2 separate regions of the Drosophila melanogaster genome follow, and region 1 is linked to region 2. A link is a contact called in public targeted proximity ligation data. All regions are on one chromosome and are shown on one strand. The core of a region is the stretch at or near the end of the contact, and the rest is flanking DNA. Distances in the headings are between cores, read along the strand shown. Region 1 overlaps shep (alan shepard). Region 2 overlaps RhoGEF64C (Rho guanine nucleotide exchange factor at 64C).

What was found.
Region 1: a targeted proximity ligation map of the Kc167 cell line shows a contact between it and region 2, with 3 times the contacts expected there. A contact is called at or near these places in 2 of 107 Hi-C or Micro-C datasets (both in the S2 cell line) and 1 of 7 datasets of targeted methods (the Kc167 cell line).

What each region holds. Positions count from the first base shown.
Region 1 is chr3L:5,185,158-5,189,860 of dm6, reverse strand. All of the region lies in intron 4 of shep (alan shepard), which reads left to right. Among named protein-coding and RNA genes, the nearest start is that of Srp54k, 35 kb to the right of the region's middle.
Region 2 is chr3L:4,721,540-4,726,593 of dm6, reverse strand. All of the region lies in intron 2 of RhoGEF64C (Rho guanine nucleotide exchange factor at 64C), which reads right to left. Among named protein-coding and RNA genes, the nearest start is that of CG13712, 14 kb to the right of the region's middle.

The DNA.
Region 1 (4,703 bases), core at 576-3,075, 460 kb before region 2:
TTTTGCGCTGGAAAATGTTCGCCTAGAGTCGGGATAATGAGATTATGATGGATACATTCCTGCTCGGCTCCGTCTTAAGGTGGCTTAGTGCTTTTGTGAGAGATGTGAGGGGTTGGTGTAGAAGGGCAGGGGCTTTTGTGAAAAGCCAGCTGGAAAAGCCCTTCGGATTGCCTGCTTAATGGCCAAGTATTACCGCAGGATTGTCCTGGCAAATTCAAAGTTCACAAAGTCAGCTGAACTGAAGTCAAGGCTAAAATCAACTTTATTTCATGATTCCGCCAACCCCTTTTTCGTATTTTATCTTCTCATTGTCAACGCCTACAATTTGCTCCGTAATTTCCCATTAATGGCGGTAAATCTGTTTACCCTCGGCATGTTTATCTAAAGTTCGCTCTTATCACATATTTCCTAAAAATAAACCGAACACAAACAGAAATCCATAATCGATAAGAGACGCCCACCAAAAACTTACCTGTTGCTCATACATATTTACTTAGTAACTTGAAATTAACCGATTTTCCTTGGCACAAAAGAAAATGTTTATTTTTTGACGATTGGTAATAACAATGACGTCTTTTAATCAAAAGTGACTAAGTTTTTGAGGCGTGAAAAATCTCTCCCTTTTTGAAATAGGACCCCCGGTTGAAAAACATTTTCCAAAACCCATACGAATTGATTCAAAAATAAATTGATCAAAAAATTGTTCGAAATTCAGAATTTGCTTATTTGGAAAACGAGCCAATTGTATTAACGACCTTTAATGTATAATAAATTATAAATTATGTGGAATTTCCGGCACATGTTTTACTTACAATATCAAAGAATATTTGATTCATATTTGTTCCATCTGCCCCACAGTGAATGTAGAGAATCCCCAATTGATGGGGAAAAAGAAGAGTGTGTGCTGATAAATATGGCTTCGCAAATACGAGCTTGGTCATTAACGTTAAAGCTTTTATCGTGCACTTCCACCAGCCTACACACAGTCTCTCTTTTCCCATCCTTGATGCCCCATTCCGAACTCCAATTTTTTTTCGCACATGTTTACTTATTTATTTCGATACACATTTCTATTTATTTCCTGCTGCGATTATTTTTGCGCTGCTGCTGCGACGTTGACAACAACAATTGCCAGCGATTGATAGGCGACATGCAATAAAAATGTTTGCCCAACACAGCGGAGGTCACGTTAATAGTGCTAGCCACTAAAACTAAATTAAAAAAGTAAAAATATTTTCTCAAGCTAGGATAAATACTAATCGCTTTGAGATCAGTTCCACTGAAAACATTATCTGCTGTCATAATGTTCCCCTATGCATATCAAAAGAACCCAATATATGCTAAGATATCGGTAATAGTTCATATACATATTTCACCATATGTTTATGTGATATACCCATATATCACTAATTCCATTATTCGTGGTGCGGGTATTTATCTTGAAACATACTCAAAGAGGCATTTGCATTGGCGATCCTTTTTAATCAACATATTGTTTTCACATGCCAAAAGGCGACTAATTTAGCTATATTATGGCCAGTAATTGTAACTTGTTTATAGTTGTTACATACATACATATGTATTTATATGAATGTACCATTATTTTTACCACCGCTATTTGCGTGTTTTAGTGCGTGTTGTGTTTTCTGTGGAACGAGGGGTGGTGATTTGAGTGGGTGTGGACTGTTTGGGGCTTAGTGTTTAGTCCGTTTTGGATGGTCAATCGTCAATCGGTCAGTCAGCGACAAAAGTGCCGCAAAGTGGTGGCTCGTTGATGCTGCTGACGTCTCTGCCGTGGCCAACGTCGATGCCAGCGCAGATGTCTACGTCGATGGCGAGAAGATAGTGAAAGAGGAAAGGGAGTCAGTAAGAGAGAGCCCAAAAGTAGTTGGACTGATAAGAAAAACGAACGTGCATGATGAATAAACCATAAATGCGAGGAGGAAACAATAAGAATGGTTGGGAAAAAGGCCAAATAATGAGCATTTAATTTCTTGACGACCTGCAAACGAATGTTAATGAAAATGGAATGAAACGAGCCAGAAGAAGTAAATGCACCCTATAGAAATACACTGAGAAGAATAGATTCATTGGCTAAAAGAGTATAAATAAATTAACAATTGCTTAGAAATCACACAACTAACGTTTTGTTCTGAAAATGTATACGCACATATAATAATTTTGCTTGAACCATTAATTTATTACAGTGTATAATCAAACATGATGCGATAAAATAAGAGAATAGCAATGTCAATGTAAATGGCAAGGGGAATCGGTGATGGGAAGCGGAGAATGGGAGGTAAAGGATGGCAGTAAAAGTTGGACCCATGGAAAACTAGAAACGCACGAGAGCAACAGTCCAATAACAACAAAAAAAGGCAGAAAAAATATAACTTGGAGTCCAACTCGCATAACAGTTGAACAAACAGTAAATGCTATTAGAACTAGAAGAAGAAGAAGAAGCAGCAGCACAGAAGATGCTGCCTGCGTCACTGGCTAGAGGGAGATAGATATAGAGGGAGGATGCTTCTGCCGGCGTCGCTGCTATTACTGTAATCGCGACGCCGTTGATAATGTATTTAATATTAACAATTGCGGTCATCACATTAGTACTCTAAACAAAGAGTATTACTGAAAATGTATTTGATATTAACAGCTGTAACTCGAATAATAATGGTTTTTCATAAGTTACATTCCTTGCATAATTCACGTTGATTGCCTCCTATGTTTGACACTCGTGTCATGTAATCTGATATTCTACTAATGTGCCCGCAGCTGTGCGTACCTATCCCATATGAGTGTATTTTTTTGCCGCATTCACACCCCGCTGCTTCTATGTACGTTGACGTTGACGTCGACTGCGAGACTTTGAGCAACCAGCATGAAAATGCAGGAGGGGCGGAAGAGTAGGAGGGGAGATGCCGCAAGCCGATAAAAAGGCAGGCAAAGTCGCAATTTTCCTCAACACACACACACACACGGATGAGTGTGTGGGTGCCTTTTCCATATGGGCGCATTTATACGCGTTCGTTTTCAATTGAAAATTCCCCACGGCTATCGCCCTCTCGCTCTATAATATTGTTTCTCTCTCTGTTTCGTTTGTTTTGCTATTATCACGGTTGTTCCCTCATCTTCCATGAATCCCTCAGCCTCTCATCCATTCTTCTTAACCCACATACACGATTTTCTTTTTTGCCAACGCATTTTGCTTTTTATCAGCTGATATTCGCACTCCCCCTTCTTAACGCGAATAAAATGTAAGCCATAAAATTGCTATTCTCCATTGAAATTGCTTTCTGTAACTCGTTTCTTTTGTCTCATTGTCGTCTTTTGCATATCTTTATCGAATACTTTTTGCCTGATTTGATGCTTTGTTAGACGTTCAGATCATAAATTTGAATGAAAAGAAGAAATATTACATTGATGATTCATGGATGGAGGTGAATTGGGTAATGCTTTATGAAATTTGGAAACTATTGTATTGAATTTAAAACCAAACTTAGAAATCTTTCATTAATTTTATTCATATGTAAATATGTAAGCATATGACATTTACAGCTTTCCTAGAACACAACAGATCCGGTCAAATGCAATTACCTCCATGGGAATTCCTCCCCTGTATTCTTTTCCAATTTATCAATTAAGTAATTGTCAATCAATCAGTAGAAGCATTCTCAAAAAGTCAAAGATTCATTTGCGGTGAGTTATGGGCAATTCCAGTATGAACGAACATCCCATCTATAAACAGGTTTTTGTCTAAAACTTCGTGAGTTCAAAACAATGTTAAATTTTTCATTATTATAAAAAGTGGGTTAGCCAAAAGTTTAAGGCGAACAAGGGGATTCCTTCAACTCGACACTCATTTTTACCATTTTTATTTGTCTTTTCGAACCACTCTAAAGTTGTAGCTCTATAATAAATTGTGGAAAATGAGTGATTCAAGGCAGACAGGTGGTCATGATAATAATTTTTTTTATGTTTTTCGTGGTGCGATGGTGCCAATTTAATAGTTTTTCACTCATCGCTCGTGTTTCCTCCACGGTCGATGATTTATTTTTACGAGCAAACAAACAAAATTCGGCCCAAAAGCCGCCAAAAAATGAGAGAGAGACAGAAATTGATGACCAGCTCATCAGCTGGTGACTTTTGAGTTGGGGGTGGTGAAAAATTCGGGTCCGGGCTAATAGAAGACAGTGGATGCCAGACAGCCGCAGTTCTGAATTTTTTTCTCACGGTGCCAAAAAGCAAAAGAAAACCACTTGTTAAAAACTACTTATATGCACAGTGAATGATCAGTAAAGTGGGCCATACATATGTACATATGTATGTATATATGGTTTTGTGTTGTTAAAGATGCATTTTATAAAGTTTGGATGTATTTTTTGTTACTTTCTTAATAAATGTTATGTAAAAAAAGGGATCAATGTAAATACCTTTATTAATTATAACCATTTCACTGTACCTAGGTTTTTTTGCAAACTTATTAAATGAGAAAAAATATGCTAAAATGGTGATCACCAAAATTGGCAAAACAAGTGAGAGAGCCAAACGCGCCCGTCGAATGATGAATGAAGTAATATATTTGCCACAAGCTTGATTTCTGCTCCACTGTGCGAATTTTTGTGTGTGTTTGTTCTGCTTCTTCTCGCGTTTTTTTGGGTGGTGGCGCTTTGCGACGCCGGCAGCGGCGTCGACGGAGGCAG
Region 2 (5,054 bases), core at 1,989-4,488:
GAGCATTTTATTTTCTTACACATTCAATAATTTTGTTTTCAGGTCATATGGAAAATTGCACAAAAATACATACACAAGTGTAGGCAAAAAAAAGGCTCAACGGACCAAGTGGCATTGAAATACAGCCAGCAACTTGTCATATGTCACATTTGGCGGCTGATTTTGCGAATATTCACGTTGTTTATTTGCGGAATTTTTCTCCACCTTTTGCTCCAGACCTGAAAAGGGAGTCGAGACTAAAACTGAAACTGAAACCGAGTCTGAATCTGAAACTGAGCCGTTATCTCGTCTCGTGTTCGATCCGCCAACACGTCGTCGTCAGCGTCGTCGGTGAAAGGAAGTTGACCTCTAAAGTTTAATGCATTTAAATAAATCTTAAAAAACAGCACATTAAGCGAGACAAAGCTGAAAGCGAAAACAACAAAAACGCACAGAAAATCGCACCGGGCTGAAGTGGAGTTGAAAGGGAGTAATGTAAATTAAAAAATTTAAATTTTTGCATTTTTTAGTCGGCGGCAATTAAACCGAGCGACGCGTGCAGCCTAGCCATACAAATATTTGCCAAAAGCCGGTTGCTCCGATGACTCAGAACTGGTTCGAGCCGATTTTTTGGAATCCAGTCTGAAAGTCAGTATAATTTATATGTAGGAAACTTTTTGCAAAGGGAACTTAAAAAGTGCAACCAATCGAAATATTTTATAATTTTAAATTTTAAACTTATTACAGCAAACCAAAATATTTTGTTTCTTTATTTCAGTAAAGTCCAGAGCCCGACGAGAATTCACTTAAGAAAAAATGCAAAGCTTTTTAAAAGTCTAAAAAAAAAACATGTAAATTGCCGCATTTATAAACGACCTCCTACAACTCACATATTATATTGAATATCCCTCTCCATAGTAAGTAATCAGTAAGATGTGTAATTATTATATTAACCCTATTTCCCGGCTTCACAATTCAGATTGATTGAGTTTCCTCTGTCCGTCTGACGCATACGTATACGCACCGAGGTCCCAACTATTAGTTTCAATGGAGAAACGGAAAAAACCGAAAGTGATTTGCATTACAAAACTCAATTAGAGGCGTCAAATAGCCTTGTCCCACAGACTCACATCCGCCCACAATTCAGATGCAAATCCAAAAGTCCGCTCCGCTGAACCCATTGATCAAATTTTGATTGACAAGTCGAGTGGCTGGGCTGTCTTGCTCTATTTTTGGGTTATATATCTTTCTTGTGCTCTATTAAGCAAATTCGTTTGGCATTTCAGTGATCTTATTGTTGCTATCTGGCAGGCCATAATTGCATCATTAACGACAATTAATGGGGGAGAAGGACGGAGTTGAGACGTAAATCCATAATGACAGGTCACCGCAGAGAATGGACACGCTAGAGATGTGTAATTTTAGATTTTGCCTATCGACTTATTTCGATTGGTTTGAAATAGATGAAGCTTAATGACTATATTTTGAGACTACATATAATCAACAAATGTTTTTGCATATTCTCTTGAAGTTGGATATATACTTCGTTTGTTTCTTAAAATAGGGATTTAAGTTATCATGTAATTTGGATAACTTCTCACGCTGGCACCTCTATTGCATATCTTTGAATGAACTCCGCTCCAATACTCCTGTGGTTGCTTTTGAAAATCATCGGTAATTGTGCGCGAAAAATAACAGATATGTTTATAGGTTGAGACAGGCCGACGGATACAGCTACAAAACCGTTGCTCGATTATGAAACATGATACTCAAATTGTAGTTCCACCTTTCCTGCATTTGTTGTTTCTTTTTTGGCATTTAAGAAATTGAACTTTAACTCGGATGTCAATCTCGGGCGGAAGTGAAAACAAAAACATTTATAGCTTCGATGCTCCCACTCGATAAACTCAAGATAAACGACCGTGTTTCTTTGGGTTTCGCCTTTGTGCTTGTATCTGTATCTCAAAGAACACAAGGTCATTCGACAACAGCTTGGCAATCAAATGTTGGCCAAAAGTTTTCCTTTTCACAATTTGACATGTAACAGGAAGAAGCCTCAGATTGAAATTTAACACTTGGCTGTGCTGGTTTTTGCGTGTGTTCTGGGTTCCCGATAATTTGACAACCTCTTGAGTGGAATAATTCAGAGCGGAGTGGTTGAAGGCCCTTCACAGATATTCGACGGCTAGAAAAGCGAATCAGAAGCTGCTTACGATTCCATTTTTACATGGGAGCGGGAAAACACTTGGCTGACAAAGGGGGAAATCAAACTTGACATAAATAAAGTCTTGGCAAAACACATTAATGCGTTAATAAAAAAAATAAATGTTTAACAAGCATTTACAATAAGCATCGCGTTTACATTTTTTTTTTCACGTTCAACTCCAGTTATTATTAAGAACTTTTAACTGGCTGCTTCTGAGCTACCCATATTTACTATTAATTTGAAAATTCATTTTCCATTGTTTGACTTGTAATTTTTTAAGCTCTCTCAGCTAAACGAGGCAACTTTTTAGGATTCGCTTTTGGTTTTTGCTGTGCATATTGAAACGCTGTCATTAGTTAAAGCAAATATGAGCCCGTAAAAAATAAACACAAACAAGCGGCTACTGCTAATTTTTCATATATACATATTTGCATAAATTAAAATGTAATTATAACAGTATGTTAAAAAAACGCAGGAAATGATTTATGCATGGAACGTAAAGTCCGAAAGATTCTAGGGGACAACAAATGAAATTGTCGCTTTCTATATGAAATATATGCAAATATTCCGTGCGCTGTGTTTGCATTAATAATTGCTACAAATAAAATAAAGAGCTATTAAAAAATATGATGTATATGTATATCATAAATTTAAAAAGTAAGCTTTTTGTAGCGCATGGCATTCGCTTTTTAATTTTCAATATTTAACTTTTAATTGTGGGCAATCAATTTTGAAAGAGCCCAGTCTTGCTGTAAAATATATCAAAAATAGTTATTCAAGCGCATATACTCGCACATATGTGATTTTTCATACGCGCCGCGCCTCAGCATCATTTATCAAACCGAATATTTTCATCTGTCAAGCGCAAATTGTTATTGAACTGAACTCATTTTTAGAAAGTGAGTTCGACTCGAAGTTGGTCCGCACTTTGGGGAGTCATCGATTATGACTTTGAACGTACGTCCGTCCGACTGAGTGTATTTACATATACTCGATACATATTATACATATACATGCGTATGCTGTGGTATATGGCTACTGTGCTAAATTGACTATTCACCGAATTGATATTTCAAGAACGCTCTCAAGCCGCCGCACACAAAAACCGCTCTTCGAGTTTTCCCCCCACTGAGATTTGATTTGTTTATTTATATTTTAAACATTTTTGTTTCCCTGACTTTTTTGCCCCATCATGGCCAATCCGAGATGTGAAGTGAATATTTTGTTCATTTGTGCCTGGTCATGGCCCCACGCACAGTTTGCCACAATTTTACTTTCATTTCTAATTATCGTATGATAATGTTTCGCAAGTGATCGAGATCGAGATCTCTCGGGAATCCTACAAAATGCTGCTGTCCATTTTTGAGAGAAAGTACGGGCACTTAGGTAAACTATTTAATTTTAGAGAAATACTTAATTTGCTGTAAATCATTTTTATGACCTCGAAATCCGCTAACTAATGTCTCTGACATCGAAAAGAGTTGCCCGACTTGTAGAACATTGAAAGCGATTCATTTAGTTGTTAGTGAGTCTTTTCTTGCCCCGTTTTAGTTTTTATGCGCAAAGTTCAAACTACTTAAGACAATTATTTCCGGCACTTTTTCTTTGGCTTTGCCATAAAAACTGGCACAGAATTGTTGTGTTGTTTGCCGTATTCCTGTTCTGGCAATTTGCCTGTCGCTTTAACTGAACTCGACCGAACTGAAACTGAACTCGAATTTCACAGCAAATCGCTGTATAATTCCAATTATAAACAATTACCTGTAGTGAACCCAAGACGCCCCGAGTCAAAGTTAGTTGTCTTTTTTTTTTTGAATTTGTAGATTTTTTTTTCGTTCTGTCCTACTAACCTGAAACGAAAAAGAGAGAAATTGTTTAGGTAAAGTAAGCTTTTTTTAGCACTTATATGCGAAACATCAGCAAGAGTTTCGTTTCGGGGTGGCAAAATCAGAGTATGACTCACTGGGCGTATGAGCGATTTCGTATCAATCCGGTTCAATGACACCCATGTGGGCCAGCACCGAGTGCAGTCAGCATTAAATGTTAATATATTAATGATTTGCAATCGCCACCGCAACCAGACTTTTCTCGGCCCGCATTGTGGACATTGGCCAACTTAGGCGACAATCGGCCGCTTTTAATTGCCAAGTCGAGTTGCCGCGATTCCAAACCATTCCCATCCGGTTCACTCGGCACCCTAATGCGGTGGCAAATCTCGCATAGACGCTCTATATAGGCACAGTAAACAAGATACGTGCATTTAGAATATAGATAAATAATTATCTATATATAAAGTGTAAAGTGTGTAAAGGAATATTCGTGGCATTCAACTTTTTAAGCATTTTCTCAAACAACATAGATTTCGAAGCTTTTTAAACTCTAGTTTTTCCTAAAATTCTCAAATTTTTCACAGTGCATCTCTTCGCTATGGCAATTCATTAACGCTCCACATGCGAAAGAAACGCTGCAAGTCCGTCTCGGACTCTGGCTCAAAGAAAAAGTTGCTGTGCCAGTTTTCGGTTTTGTGCAACAGTTGCAGCTCGCAGGCTGCGACTTCAGCGGCCAGTCGACTCATGATTGTCTGTCTATCCATCCGTCCGTACGTCCATCCATTTAGCTGGACCGGCGTTGGTTTAATTATTTAATTTTGCGCTCATTTGCATGGGGCAAGCCAGCCCAGTCTCCGAGCCTTTCGCAAGTGATTTGCATCCGAGAGCGATTGTGTGTTTGGATCCGTGCAGTGGAGCGCATTCCCCCGAAAACACCCATACACCCACGCCCCCCAGCGATCTATGGCCAGTGCCAAGCGAAGTGGAAATGGAAACTTTGGCTACATTCGAAACCGAAGTGAAATGAAACTGAGCCTCGA